Linked DNA regions of Mus musculus: regions 1, 2, 3, 5 and 6 are each linked to region 4. Evidence: chromatin contacts called from public HiChIP or PLAC-seq and promoter capture Hi-C data. All regions are on one chromosome and are shown on one strand. Each heading gives the region's core, a stretch centred on a gene start, on an enhancer-like site or on the middle of the called end of the contact. The rest is flanking DNA. Distances are from core to core; before and after follow the strand shown.

The links. Promoter capture Hi-C pulls out the DNA fragments that hold promoters and counts their contacts. HiChIP or PLAC-seq counts read pairs in DNA pulled down with a chosen protein or histone mark.
Region 1: a contact with region 4 is called in a promoter capture Hi-C map of the HPC-7 cell line. The contact joins the enhancer-like site here to the promoter of Mad2l1bp in region 4. A contact is called at or near these places in 12 of 39 promoter capture datasets (the 3T3-L1 cell line, 3T3-L1-derived adipocytes, the HPC-7 cell line and 5 more), 2 of 15 datasets of contacts at CTCF or cohesin (large pre-B cells and pro-B cells), 1 of 484 Hi-C or Micro-C datasets (the F1.1 cell line), 11 of 115 datasets of contacts at active chromatin or transcription factors (acute myeloid leukemia, embryonic stem cells, large pre-B cells and 4 more) and 2 of 9 other capture datasets (adipose tissue and macrophages).
Region 2: a promoter capture Hi-C map of the HPC-7 cell line shows a contact between it and region 4, with 3 times the contacts expected there. The contact joins the enhancer-like site here to the promoter of Mad2l1bp in region 4. A contact is called at or near these places in 16 of 39 promoter capture datasets (the 3T3-L1 cell line, 3T3-L1-derived adipocytes, the C10 cell line and 10 more), 18 of 115 datasets of contacts at active chromatin or transcription factors (the NIH/3T3 cell line, acute myeloid leukemia, bone marrow-derived macrophages and 12 more) and 1 of 9 other capture datasets (embryonic stem cells).
Region 3: an H3K27ac HiChIP or PLAC-seq map of embryonic stem cells shows a contact between it and region 4, with 5 times the contacts expected there. The contact joins the promoter of BE949265 here to the promoter of Mad2l1bp in region 4. A contact is called at or near these places in 25 of 39 promoter capture datasets (the 3T3-L1 cell line, 3T3-L1-derived adipocytes, the C10 cell line and 16 more), 5 of 15 datasets of contacts at CTCF or cohesin (the NIH/3T3 cell line, embryonic stem cells, hippocampal excitatory neurons and 2 more), 62 of 484 Hi-C or Micro-C datasets (the 63-12 cell line, B cells, CD4 T cells and 38 more), 53 of 115 datasets of contacts at active chromatin or transcription factors (the 230-238 cell line, DN3 thymocytes, the HPC-7 cell line and 39 more) and 4 of 9 other capture datasets (adipose tissue, liver, macrophages and 1 more).
Region 5: a promoter capture Hi-C map of cranial neural crest shows a contact between it and region 4. The contact joins the promoter of Ptk7 here to the promoter of Mad2l1bp in region 4.
Region 6: an H3K4me3 HiChIP or PLAC-seq map of forebrain shows a contact between it and region 4, with 5 times the contacts expected there. The contact joins the enhancer-like site here to the promoter of Mad2l1bp in region 4. A contact is called at or near these places in 22 of 39 promoter capture datasets (the 3T3-L1 cell line, 3T3-L1-derived adipocytes, the C10 cell line and 14 more), 1 of 484 Hi-C or Micro-C datasets (the G1E-ER4 cell line), 23 of 115 datasets of contacts at active chromatin or transcription factors (the SCID.adh cell line, T-cell acute lymphoblastic leukemia, acute myeloid leukemia and 14 more) and 4 of 9 other capture datasets (adipose tissue, liver, macrophages and 1 more).

What each region holds. Positions count from the first base shown.
Region 1 is chr17:45,854,370-45,857,552 of GRCm38.p6, forward strand. No RefSeq gene overlaps it. Among named protein-coding and RNA genes, the nearest start is that of 4930542M03Rik, 25 kb to the right of the region's middle. Within about 2 kb of position 1,377, at least 11 of the 459 cell types and tissues checked have an H3K27ac peak or open chromatin away from gene starts, as enhancers often do. A contact at or near this core is called in the HPC-7 cell line, where this site is marked.
Region 2 is chr17:45,805,095-45,808,770 of GRCm38.p6, forward strand. The region is part of intron 1 of Gm46607 (a long non-coding RNA gene); the gene reads left to right. Among named protein-coding and RNA genes, the nearest start is that of Gm46607, 18 kb to the left of the region's middle. Within about 2 kb of position 2,402, at least 56 of the 459 cell types and tissues checked have an H3K27ac peak or open chromatin away from gene starts, as enhancers often do. A contact at or near this core is called in the HPC-7 cell line, acute myeloid leukemia, bone marrow-derived macrophages and 2 more, where this site is marked.
Region 3 is chr17:45,728,770-45,732,316 of GRCm38.p6, forward strand. BE949265 (cDNA sequence BE949265) reads left to right here and starts at 2,150. Exons shown (of 2, transcript NR_169044.1): 1 at 2,150-2,395; 2 at 2,814-3,449. It also overlaps a transcript of 1600014C23Rik not described here.
Region 4 is chr17:46,151,321-46,154,830 of GRCm38.p6, forward strand. Mad2l1bp (MAD2L1 binding protein) reads right to left here and starts at 2,231. Exons shown (of 3, transcript NM_025649.3): 1 at 2,123-2,231; 2 at 1,459-1,721. The coding sequence starts at 2,177.
Region 5 is chr17:46,627,141-46,630,826 of GRCm38.p6, forward strand. Ptk7 (PTK7 protein tyrosine kinase 7) reads right to left here and starts at 2,364. Exons shown (of 20, transcript NM_175168.4): 1 at 2,128-2,364. The coding sequence starts at 2,182. It overlaps Klc4 (kinesin light chain 4), which reads right to left. Exons shown (of 16, transcript NM_001357130.1): 16 at 3,489-3,686.
Region 6 is chr17:45,753,024-45,756,210 of GRCm38.p6, forward strand. All of the region lies in intron 2 of F630040K05Rik (RIKEN cDNA F630040K05 gene), which reads left to right. Among named protein-coding and RNA genes, the nearest start is that of F630040K05Rik, 20 kb to the left of the region's middle. Within about 2 kb of position 1,663, at least 51 of the 459 cell types and tissues checked have an H3K27ac peak or open chromatin away from gene starts, as enhancers often do. A contact at or near this core is called in forebrain and neural stem cells, where this site is marked.

The DNA of each region.
Region 1 (3,183 bases), core at 127-2,626, 300 kb before region 4:
GGAGCAGCCACCGAGCCGAGCCGTCAAAGAACCAAAGATAGAACAACCCTATGATGTAGCCACGGCCCCGCTCCTGAGCACACGCTCGGTGGAACAATAGGTAGCACGCAGCCGTGCTGCCCACACAACTCCAATTACTGTGGCGCCATTCACAGAAGCCAAGGTATGGACCCGGTCTAGGTGCTCACGAGCAGATGAATGGAGGAAGAAAATGGGGCGTACACACAGTGGGGTTCTACTCATTCTCAACGAACAATAAAACTATGTCACACAGCATAGAGTAGAAGGGGAGTCATTTGAGTGGCAGTTTCTCTCTTCCCTAAAACCTTCCCTTTCCCCGGGGCTTCTCCACAAGAGACAGTAACAGAAGTGGGTGCTAAAGAAAGATGCGGATCAGGTCTTCATACATAGAATTTGGTTTAATATATGCATATATGACATATATACATATATGTGTGTATATGACATATATAAATATGTATATACATGTGTGTGTATACACACACACACACATATATATATACACACATACATACACACACACACACACACACACCCATACCAAACCTCTGTTGGGATTTTCTTTATTAATTTATGTTTTTCATATATATGTCAGGGGGGTTAGTGTATATGCATGTTCTCTGTGTGTGTGCCTGTGTGTATATGTGTGTGCACATGTGAGTGTACGTATGTGTGTGTGCATGCGTGCATGTGTGTGCACATGCAGGAGTGTGCACGCGTGTGTGCGCACACCAGAAGTTGACATCAGAAATCTTTCTTGGTCACTCTCCATCTACCATATTGAGGTAGGGTCTCTTGCAGACCTCTGAGCTCACTCATAAGGGTCATCTAGCTAGCTTGCTTTGTGGAAACCTCTGTCTCTGTTTCCCAAGTTCTTGAATTGCAGATGGACCACTACACTCACCTGGCACTTATGTGAGTTTTGGGGCTCCGAACTCCAGTTCTCAGATTTGTGCAGCCAATGTTTTCTCCGCCGAGGATCTCCCCAGCCACTTTACTGGAATTTTCTTTTAACAGTGGAAGCTTATTTCTTTTATCTCAATAAAAGCTTTGAAGTTGGGCCTCAAGGTTTTCATACTGCTCTGACCAAGAGGTAGGAAGTCTCTAATTGCTCCCCTTGAATCTGGTCTGGCCTCGATTACTTCCTGTGCTCAAGAGGATGTAGCACAAACGAAGCCCTATGCTGTCTAAACAGACTCAGAGCAGGCTCTGCATCTCTAACTCAGCTTTCTTAGGAGTCTTTCTGTCCTAGGGAAGCCACCAGCCATGGAAGACAGCTAGCTCAGAGATTGCCATCCCAGAGAGGTCACAGAGAGCCGCTCCAGGCAGCAGCCAGCCACACTGAAATGACAACTTCCCTGTCGAGCTGTCCCCGGACTTCTGCTTCATAAAGTCACAAGACGACAAAATTGCTGTTTTTACCTTGCTGTGTTTGGGGGCCATCTGTTTTGTAGCAACAGTAGCTACAGCAATATCCTTAAACAGAGCAAGCATAGTCTCTCAGCTCTTTGCCGGTAACTCTGATGGGGCCTCTGCAGTTCTATTACCCTCTCTTTCTGATGTTTTCAATATAATGTTACCTGACTCCGATGTGTGACTATTTTTACGGTGAGTTGGATGTTGCATTTATACATTCAGAGAAATAACTCGCTACTTCCAATGTTTTCAACTTCTGTCAGAGGAGATCCACATCTGGGCCCTAAGTACCCATGAAACATGATCTCTTTTCTTCTGTTTTAGGGGTTAAACAAAACGGTTTTTTCTGGCTCACCTTTAGCTTGGAAAACCCAGCATTTTTTGGAGTCTTTGCTCAGAGAGGAGCCCTGCACTAAGTTCCACTTTGGTAAGCCTGAGTTCTGCCAGAAGAGTCGTTCTGCTCCATGGACAGTGGGCTGACCTCTCCTAATGTGAGTGTAATACTGGTGTGTGTGTGTGTGTGTGTGTGTGTGCGGGGGGGGGGGGGCTTTTAAAGCCACTTTTACTACCTAAGTCATGACCAAAATTTCTTTGTTATCTTGTTAGCTCCCTGGTGAAAGTCCTGGTTAAAAGTATGTATATAATAACCAATCTTATCTATTTATTTCTTTGTGTGTGTGTGTGTGTGTGTGTGTGTGTGTGTGTGTGTGTGTGTACAGGTGGACACATGGAGTCAGGCTCATGCAGAACATGACATTGCTGTCTTTCTCAGTCACTTTACACATCAATACAGGCTTTCTCACAGAACCTCACTGTTCTAGGTAGGCTGCCTCTTGAGGTCTGCCTGACTCTGCTCCCTGGTCCTGGGATTACAGGCACATGCAGCCATGTCAGTTTTTGATATGTGTGCTGAGTAGACAAATTCAGGTATCACACTTAGAAAGCAAGCATCTCACCCTCAGAGCCTTCTCTCCCACCCCTCACCAATCTCCTTAGGCAGAAATTGATCCAGTTGAATTTTCCACTACTGACTGGCAGTTATCCCCTAAGAACGTCACTGTGTTACTGACTGTCTCTGTCCCCAATATCCCAGCTTGTTTTACTTACAGGCTTTAGGTTCTACTCTGATTGCCTATGTCTTTGTCATCGAATGCCTTCCGCAGATGGTTCGTCTTCCTTGGCAGTTTGACTGGATTTGGAATTGTCTAGGTGACACACTTTGTGTGTGTGTGTTTGAGAGAGGTTCATCTGAGAAGGGAAAATGCCCCCTGAGTATGGGTGGCACTGGCCCAGGAGCTGGCATTGCAGCTGACCGCCAGCATTCTCTCTCTCTCTCTCTCTCTCTCTCTCTCTCTCTCTCTCTCTCTCTCTCTCTCTCTCTCTCTCTCTCCCAACTATGAACACAGTGTGATCACACACACACCTCAGGCCCCTACTGCCACGCTTTCCCTGCCTCATGGTCTCCTCAGACCATGAACCTGAATAAGCTCTTCCTTCTTGTCAGGTATTTGGCCTCGGCCACGGGGAAAGCAAGCAGCATAAAGACACTATCTTCCACAGGTTTTACCTGGCTTGGGCTAATCCTTTTGGTACATATTAGACTACACAACTGAGATTGCTGGCACAGTGCATGCTGTAGACTAGAGAGACGCTGAGGAGGAGAATAAATGGGGAATGCACTGGAGGGTAATTGTCAGAGCATCTCTGTGTGTGTGTGTCTAGGGGTATTCATGTGTATACAAGTGC
Region 2 (3,676 bases), core at 1,152-3,651, 350 kb before region 4:
GTGAGTCTTGGGCTTCCCAAGTCTCCCACCTCCAGGCCAGGGTTAGCACAGTCAGAGGACAGTCCTATAGGGTATGGAACAGCCCCTGAAGTGGCGGCAGGTGGAGCCTTTGCTGCTGCTGCGGACTTGAAAGGGGTCATGAGGGCAGGGTGCAGGTTCTAGGACCTGGAATGAGGGGAATGGGGCTAATGACAATGACAGCTCCCCTTGGTCCAGTGCTGCTGAGGCCACGGATGGCAGCGGCGGTGGGTAATTAGAACGCATCAGCCGTGGCCCAGCGTCCTGTAATTTCTCCCTTTTCATGCGCTCTGGTGTGATGTACGAGGTGAGGCGATGGCTGCTCCGCCGTGAGTCACCTTCGGAATCGACGCAGGGACGCAGGGGGCGGCAGAGGCCACGGAGAAGGGACTCCCGCGGCAGAAGGCCAAGGGTCACCTGCCGGCAGGGCTCTCGGCCTGGCCTTCCCTTGGGGAGCCTTGCAGCGGGGAGCAGTCCCACCTGCAGGGGGCGCCCTGAGACGGTTATCCTCCCCCCCCCCCAAGTTCCGGGGCGTCTTGCCACCCGAAGGCAGGTGCACTGAAGAAGAGTCGGGCAAGTGCATTGCAGTTCCTCCTAGGCTGGGATGCGACAGGTGTCAAGTCACAGTGCAGAAGGAAGGGGCTGCGAGTTCTGGCCCAGCTCTGAATCAATTCGGGAGAGCAAGGGGAGGAGCCAGCGGGGGGCTACCTCAGGGAGGGGAGTTTATTTATTAGCCAGATTAGCCCGCATTAATGGGGGCGCGGTGGTGGCCGGCGGCAGCGGGGACATAGCTGGCATAGCTGGCATAGCGGCTGGGCCTCCCGCGGTGCGCGCTCTGGAGGCTTCAAAGGGGCTTAAAGAGGCCCCCGGTGGCACTGCCATGGCCCCTCCGGGGAGGGCGTGGGCGGCGGGGGAGAAGGCCAGCATTGTGCGGGAGGATTAGGGATCTGGCCTGGAAGGAATTTTAAACTGCTACAGCTGAGCCCCAGGAACCACGCTTCCCCCAACACACACACACACACACACACACACACACACACACACACACACACACAAGCACACACAAACTTGCACGCACACACACACATATACAGTAGTCATGAGGAGCTGTGTTTGTCTGTCTCTCTCAAGCTGGACACTTGCTTGTTATTTGGCAAATAACACAGGCTATCCAGTTACATAGAATGAAGCTAAGTATAAGTATATCTCAAATGCTGTATGGGATATACTTATGCTAGGATATTTGTTGCCTTCTCTTCAGCTTAACTGGATATCTTCCACCCCCTCTAGCAGGCAATCCAGATACTTTCCCTGTGCCCAAAAAACATGTTTTTGGAATCCAGGATATTCGTAGTTCCCTGAGGGCAGGAGTCTCTGCCCCTTAGACTGAGAAGCAAGCTTTGGTCCATCAGAGCAGAGCTGAGAGTGGTGTATCTTTCCCACCAGACTGGGAACTTCCTGAGGTCAGGGGTTGATTTTTACCAGGCGTTTTAGAGAGTTTCAGGGTTAGCATCTGTTTCTAACCATGCCTGATTGTCCCTGGAGCAGGCTCTGTGGATTGCTGGAGGCCTCGTCTCTCCCAGAGCAGCGCTGGTGATCCCTGCCTGTACTAGTGAGTGTTCCTGACCACAGGAGGAGCCAGGGGCCTGGAGGATTGCCTTCCAGATGGGTCCTCCTTCTAGGAATCCAGCGTGGAGGTGCTCTGGAATGCTGAGCCTGGGAGTTTGGAGAAGAGCGTCCACATCCTCTAAGCCTTCTAATCTGTCCCTGGTCCTGGCCAGGGCTCTTGAAGGCCGCGTCTACCTGTTCCCAATTAGGTTGTGGAGAGAGTGAGGTTTGGGGGAGCTCTGAGATCTGGGTACCCAAGCTTCATGCCAGTCAAGTGTGCCTTGGTGCAGTGGTCCTGCTGGTCTCCTGGCTGCCCATGAGCATCTCAACAGATTGCCAGCCTTCTGTCAGCCTCAGCCATTCCCAAGGCCTTTGCTCCTGTCTGTGGTCTCCTTGCCTCTAGTATGCTCTGCACCCAGGGCAGCTGAAATCTTCATCAACCCGGACCACTCAAGGAGCCAAACAGGAATCCAAGGCTGCAGGGATGAGGTGGGGGTGGGGTGAGCAAGTCAGGGGAGCAGAGATAGGAACTGTGGTGTATCCCTTGCTCCTGCACCCCTCCTAAGGCCCCTCATGCCTCAGGGCATCTGAACTCTTCCTGGAAGCCGAGGGAAGGCCCTGGAAAGCCCTTTCCCACGGTCACAGCCTCAGCAACCCCCCCACTCCCTTGTTAACTATAGCCACCCCAGGCTTGCCCTCTGCAGGGTGCACCCACCCTATTGCTGAAGGCCTCCTCCTTAGGCTGAGTGCTTGCCGCCACCCGCCCGCCCGCCCGCCCGCCCGTGGTATCATCACCCCACTCCTCAGGCCGCCCAGTCATCAGGTCAGCAATTAGCTACTTCCTCCCAGCCACATGAGGCCACCAAACGTCACAGCCCCTCCTCCAGCCTCTGCTGCCAGCAGCAGGAGTGCTGGGGGTGCCCCCCACCCTTTGTAGTCAGTGCCAAGTCCTGGCTGCACACCCCCTCCCACAACCTACTGAGTGCTGCGGTAATGAGCTCCCATCTAGGAAGCTGGAAGCCGCCTGGCTGCCTCCTCCTGTCACCCCATTCTGTGGCCTGGGTGGGGCAAAGCTGTCTCGAGGGTGCTGGCAGCGGAGCTTGGGCAGGGCTGGAGACTTGGGTGTCCCTGACCCCACTTGTAAGTGGTTCCTCCTGGGGCCCAACAATCTGAGAACTGATAATGGCAAGTCTAGGAGAAGAGACAGAAAAGGGGGACACCTTCAGATGCCTCGGCATGCTCCTCAGGAAGTCCCCGTAGGCTCCCACACCCAGACCTAGGCATGCCCACAAGTACAAGCTGTTCACAATCCATCCGTCCTGCTGCAGTGGGGGATCCATGTACTCAGGCAGCAAGCCCATCACATAGCAGTGCCAGAATCAGGACCTGTAGAGGAGTCAGGGTTGAGGGAGGGAGAGGCAGACCATTGATGCTCCTGTTTGGGTTGGGGTGGGGGCGGAAGATATGATTGTCAGAGAGAATTAAAAATAAATCCAACGAATGTGTGTGATCTTAGATTACTTGGGAACCTGGAGTGGTTGAGTTTGAATAATACAAGGAGATGGGAAAAAAAAAAAAAAACAGAACTTGGTTGGAGAGTTGGGGTCTTGGTTCAGGGCTGGCCCCACATTGATGTAATGATGGGGGACCCTTTGGTATCCCATTACTCGGGTTTGTGGAGGTGAGTTTGCCTTGGGAGGAGGTGAGGCTGCCTGCCCTAGTCTTTTCTTGATTCCTGGCATCCAACCCCGTTTAGATGAAGGGCACAGGTGAGGGATGTGGGGGCGTGGCCAGATGCTGCCCTGATTGGCTTGGGGGTGGGGCCCAGGAAGGGTTGTCTACCTGCCCCACCCCTGAGTGGCTCTCTAACAAGTAGCCAAGAGCTGGCTTCTTGTCCTGGGAGGGGATGAGTCACCTAGCACCTCCCTGACCAGGTAAATGAGGCAGTAGGGGTGGGAAGCTGGGTGGAGGGGTTTTCTAGGAACATTCCTGGAAGGGAATCTGGGAATCGCCACTGCTGTGGGAACCACCTGCCTACCTGCCTGCCTGC
Region 3 (3,547 bases), core at 900-3,399, 420 kb before region 4:
CCCCCACTCCCTCTTCTGAACACTATGGGCTTGGCCTGGAGAGATCTGCAAGGCCCTCTGCAAGTCTTTGGGAAGATACCAGCATGGTGGTAGATGGTCTTCACCTTGTCACACCATGCAAGGAGAACGAATAGGACAGGGCTCTGAGGTTCCCTGGCTCTGAGGTCCCCAGGCTCTGCGGTCCTCTGTGGCCTTTCAGAAGTGCAGCGCTTCCTTGAATCCCCTAGTGGTTAGCTTTGGCTTGCTAGCAACTACCAGGACCTTCCTATTTCCCTGCTCTCCCCCCAACTCCCACCGCTTGCAAATGGCACTGAGTATGTGTGTGTATGTGTGCATACATGTGTGCATGTGTGTGTGTTGGCTCAGTGAGCACCCCCCTACCAACCCAACTCATCTCAAGGCGCCCAGCCCTGAAGTAGCAGTGCAGAGATTTGAACTCACACAGCCTCACGCCCTCTGCCCCTTTGGGGAGCCCCGATATCTTTTGTCTAGGTCTTCTGCACACTTTCCTAGCCCCAAGCACAAGCTGACGCAGACCTCCATTTTTTCTGGCTCCCCACAACCTCTGTCCCAGCCGCGCTGGCCTTTCAGAGCTTCTGTTTCCCTCTATCTTTCTGTGTTCCCAGTGTCCCTGCAGTGGAGATCTCTGAGACACCCATTCCTGAGACTGAGCAGGGTAGAACTCGTGGGGCAGAGTTCTGGCCCAGAAAGTCCAGAGCACTGGGCCCTGGCAGCTGGCCTGGCACATGTCTGGCATAGCCAGCCTGCAGGCGACGTGTCTGCCCTGCCGGAAACTTCGAAGTTATCAGAGGGGAGTGAAGGGGCTGGGACTTGTAGCTCCTGGGACGTGCAGGGACTCATGCGCTGGAGTGAGTGCACGTGCCTCTGTGTGTGTGTCTGTCTGCACGTGCAGCTGTGTGGATTTCAGGCCAGAGGAAGGGTGGGAGGTCTGCTTTCTCGGCTCCCCTCAGCCTCTCATTCTAGCCTCATGTGGGGGTTCTCCTGCACATGACCTGAGACACTTCCATGTTAGACCTGTCTCCTCTAGTGGGTGATGATACAGCCTGGCTGTCTGTGTGACAGTTCCAGATGGGGATGTCCTGGGGACACCTGACCAAGCCAGCCTGAGACTTTAGCCTGGGTTGTATCCCCCCCCCCCCATCACAGACTCAGAAATGAATGGGGAAGAAAGGGCTCCTTTTTCCTTCAGTTGCAGAGCTAAGGAGCAACCCCTTGAATGTGCTTGCCCTCCTCTGCCCTGCTTCATCTCCTGGGTGTTACATTCCACAGTGGAAAGTGATGCCTTGCTAAGATTACAAACAGGGCCGGCCTGGACTGCCCTGGGATTGCAGGGGCCAGCCTTTCCCACATGGCTCTCCCCCTGCCAAAGGCACTGGTAGGGGCTGATACTGGTGCATCCCAGCCTGAGGGAGAATCAGGACCTCTGGGACGGGGGCGGGATCGTCTGGGTCATCCTTCTTCCACGGGGTTGACACTTTGGAGAGTAAGGGGTCTGTGTTCAGTTGTCCCTAGTCGGCTTGTTCAGGGGATGGCTGGGGCCTAAGCCCTTGGATCTCTGCATGCCTGGCCTCTTCTGGCCCTTCACTTCTGCTCTTACCCCCCTTCAGGTTGAGCCCCCATCCATACTAAGCTGGAGATTTCCGCAGGCTCAGCCAACCGCCTGACCCTAATTATGGCGCCTTCATCCTGTTGGGGTTAAGCTCCTTGTGGCCTCTCCACCCCCCCCCCCCCGACCCCAGGGGCCAGGTCTGGGGTCAGAGACTAAGGAGGCCCAAGCCTGCTATGGCACCTAGAAAGAGCTGTCTGGTGTCCTCCAGGGGGTGGGGGGCTGGAGGAGAGGAGACCACTATGGGTCCAGGCCAAAAGGTTAAGTGGTTTCTCTGGAGAAGCCTAGGGACAGGGAGTTACTCTGAGGGCACTGGAATCTGAAGTCCAGTGCTCTGAGGATGGTTCTACCAAGAACCATTGAGAAAGAGTTCGAAAGGTAAGCCTGCCTTAGCCCTACTCTGCCTGGTTTTCATTTCCCTATTGCTCAGGACTGGGCAAGCATGGCTGGCCAGAAACCCTGCCCAGGGGATGGCCACAGTCAGCCAACTTGAGACTCGGCCTGTGGCACAGTTAAAGAGTCCGAGGCTCAGTGAATGGCAGGCTCTGGACGCAGCTCACCCAACAAGCTGGGACTTGAAGTTTCTAAGCCCAGGCCAGGTCATTTCCTCTTGCTCTCCTCTGTCCCCTGGAGACTTCTTGTCTGCTGTCCTGTTTGTTGAGTATCATCTCTTCTCATCTCATCTGTGTGTGGAGCTATGTGGCAGAGAGGAGCGGGTCACCTCTTTGTGCCTTGCATTCCCCTTTGTGATACCGACGAGAGGGAGAGGTAAGCATGGGGGGAGGGATAACTATTTCTGCTTCTGTCTGGGGTGGGGGCTATAACAGCAGGGACAGGAGTGCAGAAGCTTCTAGATCATGCCCCTATCCAAAGCAGCTGGTGTTTTGGAGCCAGGCAGAGCGGCTCTGCAGAAGCTGACCTGATTTGCCTAAGGGCCCCGCAGTTACAGAAATGACCACTAGGTGTCAGCCTCAGCTCATACTTGAAGTGAGGCTAGGCCTCCAGGTTGCAAACCCCCCTCTGGAGAGTTGGTTGCCCCACAGTTGCTTAGGTGGGGCAGGTAGTTGCTGCGGGAAGGGGTCTGAAGTGACACACCTTCCTGGGACCCGGATGACCTGGGTAAGAGGCTCGCTTCAGATTTTATGTTCAACAGTTTGCATTCTCCTCTGTCTCGGGATGTATACAGATTCTGCTGCACACAGAGGCAAGACGACCCACCCCAATCCCTGCAAGCCAGATCCTGTGAAGACAGCAGACCAGCCAGTATCCACAGCAGCCCCGTGCAATAGGCATGACTAGCAAGTCCCATGCTACAATGAGAAAACCAGTGCTCGCACCTCTTACCCACTTAGAGGAAGACAGGGTCCTCTGAAGCCAGATTCTTTTTCTCACAACAGATGGATTTCTGGAATATTCTAGGATGTCAAGCTGAGGCAGGCTTCCTGTAAGGTTAGGAGTAGTATGGTTGATGATATCCAAAATGAGCCCAGTAGATGGAAGAGGGGTCTTGGGGGTGCCTGGTGTCATACATAGGCAGGTTGTAGACACAGGGTGAGTGGGAGCCATTCCCTGTCCATGTCTTCCTCTGAGCAATCTCCCACTCCACGCTTCTGTTCCCTTCATCTGTGAAGTGTCTACAGGTGGACTTGTTTCGTCTCCATTCTGTCCCTGACACCTGCTCCTTTCCAGGACAGATACTAAGATGGACTGGACAAGCCACCCCCATATAACACCACTTCATGTTTAGACCAGCGACTTCTCAAGGTGTTTTTGATTTTGTGTTCTAGCAATTAAAAAAAAAAAAACAAACAAAGCTGCGTATATACATACTTGTGACTTAAGATTTTGTTCGTTTGTTTTTTGAGACAGGGTTTCTCTGTGTAGACCTGGCTGTCCTGGAACTCACTCTGTAGATCAGGC
Region 4 (3,510 bases), core at 981-3,480:
GCCCAGGCGGAACAGGCCAGGAGGAACACCGAAATTCACAAGGTAATCAGACCAGGAGATGGCTCATGCACTCGGGAGGCAGAGGCAGGTGGATCTCTCTCTGAGTTTGAGGCCAGCCTGGTTTATACAGAGTGAGTTCCAGGACAACCAAGGTGACACAGAGAAACCCTGTTTTGATACATGAAGAAGATGAAGAAAATCGTTAGAATCTGAGGTCTAGAAATCCTCCCAAGAAAACACATTAAAACAAAGCCAGAAACAGAGGTGAAAATGTGGTGAGAAAAAGAAATTCAAATGTAAAGAGCTGGTCCAGGTCTGGGGCTGTAATTCAGTAAGACGCTTGTCTAGCCTGTCAGAGAGGCCTTGGGTTCCCGGGAGGGGAGGGGAGGCGGAGAGAGAGGGAGGCATGGATTGGGATGGGGGTGGGGGTGGGGGAAGGAAAGGGGGGAGAGAGACAGAAAGACAGACAGACAAGAGACAGAGAGAGGCAGATGGAGACCATGAAGACTAAGGAAAGGCCAGAAGTGGTATAGCACACCTGCAGCGCCATAAGTCCCTAGGGGAAGTTGAGGTAGCCAGGTCTCAGAGACCAGCCTAAACTACATAGTGAAATCTTGTTTTGGAAAAAAAAAAGTTAGCTGGGCAGTGGTGGCACACGCCTTTAATCCCAGCACTTGGGAGGCGGAGGCAGAGGCAGGCAGATTTCTGAGTTCGAGGCCAGCCTGGTCTACAAAGTGAGTTCCACGACAGCCAGGGCTATACAGGGAAACCCTGTCTCGAAAAAAAAAAATTAATTAAAGAAGATCAAACTCATGTGCTGGAGAGATGGCTCAGCAGTTAAGAGCACTAACTGCTGCTCTTCCAAAGGTCCTGAGTTCAAATCTCAGCAACCACATGGTGGCTCACAACCATCCCTAATGAGATCTGACTCCCTCTTCTGGAGTGTCTGAAGACAGCTACAGTGTACCTACATATAATAAATAAGCACACGCCTTTAATCCCAGCACTTGGGAGGCAGAGGCAGGCGGATTTCTGAGTTCAAGGCCAGCCTGGTGTACAAAGTGAGTTCTAGGACAGCCAGGGCTATACAGAGAAACCCTGTCTCAAAGAAAACCATAAACAAACAAACAAACCCTTGTGCCAGAGTGAGCAGGGCCGGAGCGGGCAGAAAATGTCCTGAGTTTGATTCCCAGGAATCACATGATGGCTCACAACCATCAGTACAGCTCCAAAAAGAACTAATAATATCCTCATACAACCGGTAATAGGAAGAGTCTCAGAAAAAGAACAAGAGAAAAAAGGGAGAGACCCAAGTGCAGAGAAAATGAGGCAAGGAAGGCTCTGCAAAAGCCTAGACTTGCAGGGAGGCTGAAGACATCTTAGGTCACTTTTCTACTTCCCCATCATCTATGAGCCACAAAGTCTTCCCACCAATTTTCTCAGAAAGCCTGCACATACCTGGGGAACTTTCCGGTAGAAGTGCTTCAGCTGTTCATAGGGCAGAGGGAGCTGATGGCGCTGGTACAGGATATGCTTGAGAAGTTCACAAGTAAACTGGCAGCAGTCTTCCTGGCTCACAGGCCCGGGAAACACCACCGGCACCAGGTCTCTTGGGCAAAAGGGCTCCGCAGGATTGGAAGGTTCCTGGGCTGGCGGGATGACAGTCTCAAGATCTACTTCAGGAGCATGAGTTTCTTCCGGCTTCTCATACCAATCCAAATCTAGTCCATAAGTGAAAAGGTAAAGAAAGGGGAGGGGTTGTCAAAGTCAGCGTTAGTCTTAGCGTTCCCAGAGGCTCCATCAGCAGACACTCCCATAGGTGACAGGAAACCTGATACTGGCCGGGGACGATTTAAGTGACATCAGGGACAGGAAAGGGGGCTTTAGAAGACTGAGACTAATGTTTCGGTATGAAATATCAGGGGCAGAACACCCAAGGGGACAGGGCAGGAAAAACAATTCCACTTAAGGGCGAGGGAGTGACTTGCAGAGATAGGGCGGACTGGGACACCAGGAACAAGGACAGAAAGGAACGACGGAGGAAACGTCAGCCACTAAATGCATCTGGGGAGGTAGCAGCAGGGAAGAAACGAGTCCCCAAGTTATGGATCCCACGCCTTACTTGGGGCAGCAGCAGGGGACAGTTCGGACATATCCTCCTCACCGGACGCAGCCATCGCGACTGCCAGCCTAGTCGTCCTGCGGTTAAAATAGACGCCCCGCAAAGAATCATGGGAAGCTTAAGCTCCACTTCCGGCTCTTACCAGCCAGAAGGGACTCAGCGCAGCCGCTGAATGGTGGAGGTTGGAGATGACTTGAACCACACCCAAGCCGGGGAGCTCTTGGCCCCTCCCACTTAGGCGACCCAGTCGTCCCCTGGGGCTGGGGATGCCTTCATTTTTTTTTTTTTTTTTTCTCAGCAATAGTTTCCAGCACCCACCCCGCCCCCAACCCCCCATTCTGGAATGTCCTTAGAGATAGAGCCAAGATTAAGTAAACTAGAAGTTCACCTACCCCTCCCTGGAATTCGCTTAATAGTGCTTTAAATCCAGCCTTTGAACTCACTTCGGGGTCTCTCTATCTTGGTAATGGGAGACTCCAGCATGTTGGACTTCTGCAGAATAAAACACTCTTTGTGTTTACATACTGTTTGAGTCTGGGTTATCTTTCTTGAGCAAATCATAGACCCTTTTTTTTTTTTCTTTTGGTTTTTCCAGACAGGGTTTCTCTGTATAGTCCTGGCTGTCCTGGAACTCACTTTGTAGACCAGGATGGCCTCGAACTCAGAAATCCACCTGCCTCTGCCTCCCAAATGCTGGGATTAAAGGCGTGCACCACCACGCCCGTCATAGACCCTTATAATACTATAAAGAGTTAAGGTTTTTAGCAGGACAGTGGCGGTGCACGCCTTTAATCCCAGCACTCAGGAGGCAGAGTTCCTGAGTTCCAGGCCTACCTGAATTGTTAAGGTGGTAATAGATAAACGGCATCAAGGTCATGACAGGAATTCCCAAGTGAAGTTTGAACTTGATCTCACATAGGGGGATGAATAAGCTTTTTCAAAGTAGGGCAGGAAGGAATCCTGGGAGATGCCACAGACATAAGGAAGCTTGCTGCCAAGCTCGATGACCTGAGTTCAAACAGGACCCACAAAGTGAAAGGAGAGACTAGAGTCCCTCTACACCACTATGTAACAGGCTCACTCACAAACACAAATGGGGAAGTGACGCGAGTACATTAACATGTTATGGCTGGGTATGGTCATATCAGCTTTAATCCCAGCACTGGGGAGGCAGAGGCAGGTAGATCTAGAGTTTGAGGCCAGCCTGGTCTACAGAGTGAATTCCAGGATATCCAGGGCTATACTGAGAGTCCCTGTGTCAAAAAAAAAAAAGGGGGGGGGTTTATAAGGTCAAACATGTAACGATAATAAATAAGTTCTTTGTTGTTGCTGTTGTTTTTCAAGACAGGGTTTCTCTGTGTAGCCCTGGCTGTCCAGAACTCATTCTG
Region 5 (3,686 bases), core at 1,114-3,613, 480 kb after region 4:
GGACCATAACTTGGGTATTTACAGCATAATTACCCAAACTTCAAAAATGGCCGAGTCTACAAACCTGGGCAGGCTAGGTCCCTAGCCCCAGCCTCCTTAACAGTGAGGTCTCCCTACAGCTTCAGTTAATGACACAGTTAAACAACACGATGGGGAAATGTGCTTCGATCTATTAAAACCTCCTTGTCCCCTGAAGACATGCATCTGGGGTAGGTAGAGTCCCTGGATCTCACCAGCAGAGCAGGCGCCTCCGCTGAAATCGTTTACAGCACACGGATAGGTTTCACACGAAGGCACATTTGGTGGAACTGATTTAAGGCTCTCATTAAAATGTTTCTTTGTGGAGATACCCCCCAAACCCCTCCTATCCAACCCCCCCCACACACACACCCTCCCAGAACACCCACCACTAGAGTTCACATCTCGAACATCAAGAGTCCTCAGAGAAGAAATTGGCAATGTAGCGTGGTTGAGCAAGGGCCATCTCCACCAGAACTTGCCTTTGACTTCAGAAAGCTAAACCGCAGCAGCAAATACAGCTACATCTAGCAGAGCCACACACACCAAAACCCAGCAGCCAGCCGAGGAGGCCTGTGAGCTGGGGCTGCCTGCCCATATGGTTGGGCCTTCATCCTGGCTGTGTTAAAAAACAAAACAACAACAACAACAACAACAAAACCTTACATACTTCCTCTGGGAGCAGATGCAGGACTTTGCCATGAGCAATGACTACCCCACACATAAGGAACACAGGACAACTTAGGAACACCAGCTTAAGAGACCCCAGGGTTGGTTTTTAGGCTATGCCTACCTCTTTATAACTGGGGGTGGGAAAGACTTTCATTCTCTGGTCCCTAAACCCTCAACAGCTGGTCAGGAAGATGACAGTATACAATTCCCTGCCCCTGCCCTCCCGGCTAGAACTCATTAAAGAGAAGGCTAAGTAAGTTCTTTTTAGGTTAAGGACTAAGACACCCCCACCCCCACCCCCGCAGACTGTCTCCCCAAGGAGGGCTGTTTCCGCAGACCACCACTGGTAGTTTTGTCTTGGAAGGTAAGGAGGGAGTCATTTGGACCAGCAGACTGGGTATATGGGTGGCTTGGCGATTTCCGGTTAAGTCACTTACAACACCTTAGTTGTGACCGACTCTCAGGTGTGATCAGCCAGGAAATAAAAGTCTGCGGGACAGGGTGCCCCTTGTTTGCCCTGGAGATGGGGGGGGGGGGCGGGGGGGCCACACCCTCACCAAAGTAGAGAGACCCTTCACGAAAAGCCAGAGTTGGGCGCTCTCTCTCTCTCTCTCTCTCTCTCTCTCTCTCTCTCTCTCTCTCTCTCTCGTTCTATCTCTCTCTTTGCCTTTCTGCCCTTAGGAAGAGAGACAATCCTTTCCTCCGAGAACACGGACACACGGACAGGATGGAAATCCAGGAAACAGCAAAGCAAAGCCCGTCCGCACCTTGGCAAGCCGGCCATGCCCGATTTTGGCAGCGGCCTTCACTCATTAGTCACCACTACAGCCTGGGACCCTCCGCTCCAGGGATACGACCCTGGCACCGAGTAGGCTCAAGGCCTAGTTGGAGGAGAAGATTAGGCACTTCTCAGTCTAACCTGCCCTCACCCGCAGGGCCATCTGGGGTTCCAGCTTTGCCCCGGAACTTGCAGGGAGGGACCCGGGCGCGTCGGGCCGGCATAGGTAACAAAGCTCCGCGCCAGGCGCGCCCCATGTCAGCTCGGACGGGATCGGGAGCCAGGCCTATCCCCCTCATCTGGGCTCCAAGGCCCGGGGCATTCCTGGGTGTCCGCGTCCGCACCTTTTCACGGGATGGGAGGGCACTGCTTCTCCAAAAGGGAGATCTTAGCAGAGCTTGGGAGCCAGCGACTCCGGGCAACGCTCGAGCAAACTCTCGGATCGGGCGGAGAGAACTCACAGCAAACGCGTCCCCGCGCCCCAGTGCACCGTGTCGCCACCGCGTAGGGGGCGTCGCCAACCCAGGATCCTCGAGCCCCTAGCGAGCCTCTCCACCTCCCCAACTGCCCAGCCCACCTCTCCAGGGCCCTTCCAGCCCCCGGGACTCCCGCGCTTCTCAAAGCACAGCTCGGATCCTCCCGGTTCTCGGGGGACTCACCGGCCAGCAGCGGCAGAAGCAGGGCTCTGAGCAGAGTCAGCGGGCGGGCTCCCATCCTGGCGGGCTGCAGACGAGCAGCGAGGTTCAAGGCACACGGCGAGCGGGCGCGCGGACCGGAGCGCGGGGGCCGCCGCAGCAGCTACAGCCCGAGCCCGAGGCGTCCGGAGCTGGAGCCGCGCGCGCCCCGTACATCCAAGCCCTCGAGCGCGCCGCCGCCGCAGCCAAGCCACGCCCCCGACGCCCCCTCCTCTCCGCCTGCACGGCGCCCCGCCCCCTGACGCCCCCTTCCCCGCCGTCGAGGGGAGGAGCTGGCAATAGAAAGAAGGATCTGGGGAATGATGGGGGGGGGGGGGAGCAGCAGTGGCCGTCTTAGGGGAGTGCCGGAGACCTGGGTGTTGTTCCCACCGCCTAATCTATCCACTGGGACGCAAGAGAACCAAAGTGACTCTCAGAACTCCGTTAGGCCCTCTGAACCTACCTGGAGATCTGGAGCAATAGTTTGCCCAGAATTCTCCAAGTTGCTGGAGTTAAGCAACCCAAAGTGCTGCATGAGACAGACCAGCAGGGTGTCTCAGAAGAAGGCAAGGAGGACATAGCCAGGATGTCTCAGAAGACAAGGAGGGCACAGCTGTGGTGCCCGGTGGAACAGATGTAGCCAGGGAGGGGGAGGGGCGTGCGTGACACTGGACAAATCTGAACCCAAGGTAGAAACCCTGGGCTCCAACCCCCAGCGAGAGCTATTAAACAGACATACATCCCAAGTCCATCTCCAAGCAGTCTGGGCTGTGTCAGGGCATGGCCAAATCTCCAGCTGTGGGGAGGCCCAACGCAGCCCTTGTTCCAGGCACCCTCCACCCCCAGCGCCACCACCCCCACATTCTTTCTTTGTTGTGAAAGCAGCAAGGGGTGTGGGAGGCGGGTCAGAAGAAGTCAAGCTTTAGAAGATGGGCCCCAGCTGCTGACAGGCCTCCAGGATATGCAAGAGAGGATGGATAGCGCCTTGTCCCCCTTCTGGCTCTGGAGGGCCCCCCAGGCCTGCTTAGACCTCCCTTCCCCCAAGCAGCTGGGAGGGGGGAAGGAAGCCACAGAGGGCCTCACAGGCAGGAGAAGTGGCGCCAGGACTCCAGGGTCCTGCCACATGGCCACCACATGTCCCTGACAACCCCGTCCACAGCACCTTCTTCTTGTGTGCCTCATTCCCCATCCCCCAGAAGTCTTCCTCCAGGCCCTGCTAAAGAGGGTACAAACACGGAGGGAACCATTGAGCCAAGAATTCAACAGTCCTGCACACTACCACTGCCCTCATCCTTCTAGGAAGGGTCCTGAACAACGTCTTCAATGAAGACTCCGAACACAAAATGTTACCTGGTTCATTTATTAAAGAAACAGTGAAATATGTGGACCTGTAGTGAGGCAGCAGAGGGTAAAAGAGACCAGGGCAAGGCAGCCCAGTTGGCCAGCCCCAAACTGACAGAAGAGCCAGCATCAGGCGCATCCCTGAGGTGCAGACCCACTTTCTCCCACCTTGGGAGCCTCAGTCAGCTACTCTAGAGGACTCC
Region 6 (3,187 bases), core at 413-2,912, 400 kb before region 4:
GGCCCTCCCCTCCTCGAGAAAAGACCTTCCTGGTTAACTGTGATGAAATTTCTCTGGGATTGATCTGCAGTTCTGGCAAGATGGGCAGATCCGGCCAGGTCTGGGCAAGGAGCACCTGCGAATGCTGTACCAGGGACGGGACATGGCAGAACGCTACGCTGCTGTTAGAGTCTTTACCCACTCAGCAAGTGTGCCAGGTGCTCAGGGAAGACTGGCATCAAGCAATTTGCACAAATAAAAACCATTACAAACTGTAATGTGCTGGGAAGGAGAACCCCAAGTGGGTTCTGGGAAACTCACCAGGAACTTGGATTACCTGAGGTTGGACCTTATATTGAAGCTGACCTCCTGCCTAGCTGGGCTCTCTCTCTTTCTCTCTCTCTCTCTCTCTCTCTCTCTCTCTCTCTCTCTCTCTCACACACACACACAAACACACATGAACACACACATACACACAAATACTCACACACTCACCCTCACAGATACACACACCCACACACACTTACTCATACATGTACACACACACATTCGCACACTCACTCACTCACACATGTACACACTCACACACACATACTCACTCACTCTCACACATACTTAAATACACTCACACCCACTTACTCATACATGTACACACACTCACACCCACTCACATACTCATACACACATACACTCACACACACACATATACTCACACACACTCACACATACATATAAACACTCTCACACACACTCACGCGTGCTCACACACACTCTCACACACATACACACTCACACATGTACACACACACAACTGTCAGGTAAAGTCAAACATTTAAGTGACAACTGTGATACCATCTGTTTGGTCCGTTCAGAAGCTTCCTACTTGCATGGGCCATGGGCTGTATCTGTATGGCCAAGGCCCTGCCCTAGGCCTGGCATAAGGAGGTACCTGGGATTTGGGAGGACTCAGAATGCCACCAGGACTCTTCTGTCCACCCCAAAATTAATGTTAGGACGCTGGAGATGAGGCACAGGGGGTTATGGACCGTCCAGGAAGGCTCCAGGGATGAGTAGGGATGGGCCTGGAAGGGCTTGAACTTAGACGAGGGCTCAGCATGATGGTAGTGGTCCAACTATGGGATAATGAGGAGGAGGCTGGAGATACAGAGGGCAGGGCAGATTTGGGGTAGCAAGCAGCCCTGTGCTGCATATGCTTGAGGCTGGCCTTCAGGCCAGCACTGTTTGTACCCTGGATGGGCATGCAGGGTAATGGTGGGTTTCTGTCCCACCCTTAGTCACATCATATGACCCTCTGGGGAGGGGTCTGGGCTGATCCAGAGCTGAGAGCTTCCTCCCCACCAGCCCTTCCCCGGCCCTGGCTCTGCATCACTAGGAATAGTCACAGATCACCCGAGGGTACTTAGCAGAGCTGATCTCCCTCAGCCTTGGGTCTCTGTCTGGAAACTGACGTCCCTACCTCCTGTTGCTGGACCCATCTCCAAGCTCTAGTGCCTTTCTCTCGTCCTGTTCATCAGCCTGGTTCTCGCTACACTAAGACCAGGCAGGGTCTCAGTAGGGTGAGTTGCTCAGGGGGCATCTCCGCTCTTGCCAGGAGCTCATCTCCCTCGTAGCCCCTCCCCTGCTGCCGACTGTTCTTCAGGGAGAAGGCTCACTGGCAGAGTGGCATGCTGCCCACCAATGGGGGCCATGCCAAGCGTGATGTGATGTGTGCTGATCCCTCTCCACGCCTTGCTGAAGACCAGGGGCTGATGCACCCGCAGGCTGGGGAGCCTGGGCGGTTCTCCCATCGTCTCCCTGGGGGAGTATATCACAGTGAATAGAGGGCTCCCTTGTGTTATGGGTGGAGGGGCCAGTCCTAAAGACTTTCCTAGACCCCTTATGTCTGGTCTTGTGCACCCAGTTTATGGGAGCTCTGAGCACTACTCAGGCTGTCATGTTAGCTGTAACCCCAGTGGGTACAGAGGGGCCTTGGGGTAGCAGGGCCCCACTCCCAGCATACTAAAGACAGTTTCCTGCTGTCCTTTGCATAACTCTGTCTGTTGAGGTCTCAGGTTCCAGGAGAGAGTGTGAGGGGTTTTAGGGACAGGAGAAACAGAGGCATTGTTAAGTATGGTACCAGTACAATTTGAAGAGTTCCTTTCTGTTTTCCTTCTGTCTGCGATGGATTGTGCCAGGCAAGAGGAATTCTGGAGATCCTGGGACAGCCCATCTTTCTCAGATATAGATTCTTTTGTTTTGTTTTGTTTTGTTTTATTTTTTGGTTTTTCCAGACAGGGTTTCTCTGTAGCCCTGGCTGTCCTGGAACTCACTTTGTAGACCAGGCTGGCCTCGAACTCAGAAATCTGCCTGCCTCTGCCTCCCGAGTGCTGGGATTAAAGGCGTGCACCACCATGCCTGGCTTCAGATATAGTTTCTTGAGATTATAATGCATTGAGGAGAGGAGAGGTTTGGGAAAGCTCTTTGGCTCTGCATGTTGAAAAGGTCCCCCAGGGATGTTAACATCAGTCACCAAGGATCACACTGTATTAAGAACAGATCTCAGATTCTGGAGGTGGGCAGATCCAGTTCTGGCTTCTCTGCTCTCAAGGTGACTCCGGACGGGCCGTGATGCCTCACCTTGTCATGTGTGGCAATGGGTTATCAATATTCCCCTTGAAGACCAGACTGGGCAGTCACAGCTGAAGACTAGCGTCAGTCTGTGTATGGTGGCACAGCCTGTAATGCCCGGGAGGTAGTATGAAAAGGAACTCAAGCTTCAGGTCAATATGGGATATATAATGAGACCCTTTCAAACAGACAGACAGACAGACAGACAGACAGACGGACAGACAGATCCTCCCCCGCCCCAAACTAATGAGGATTTGGCTCGGCACACAAAAGATGCCAATAATAATGGCCGTCCTTGGGATGCAGCTTCTCCTTTGCTTACAGTGGATTGAAGCTCGTGGTCCTCCCATGGCTGGGAGACCCTGATGAGGTGCGGTGGTGATTTTGAGATAGGACATAAAGGTTGTGTTGGGAGATGCTCCAAGGAAGCTGCAAGTGCCGGGCTACAGGAAGGACTGAAGATCTCCCCGATCCACCAACGCAGGGACTCTGGCTTTAAAAATAATAACCTAAACCAGATGTATGTGCCAGCTACCAACCTGAGGCCATTAATCAGTTCAACTCCCAAAGGGGAATGCTG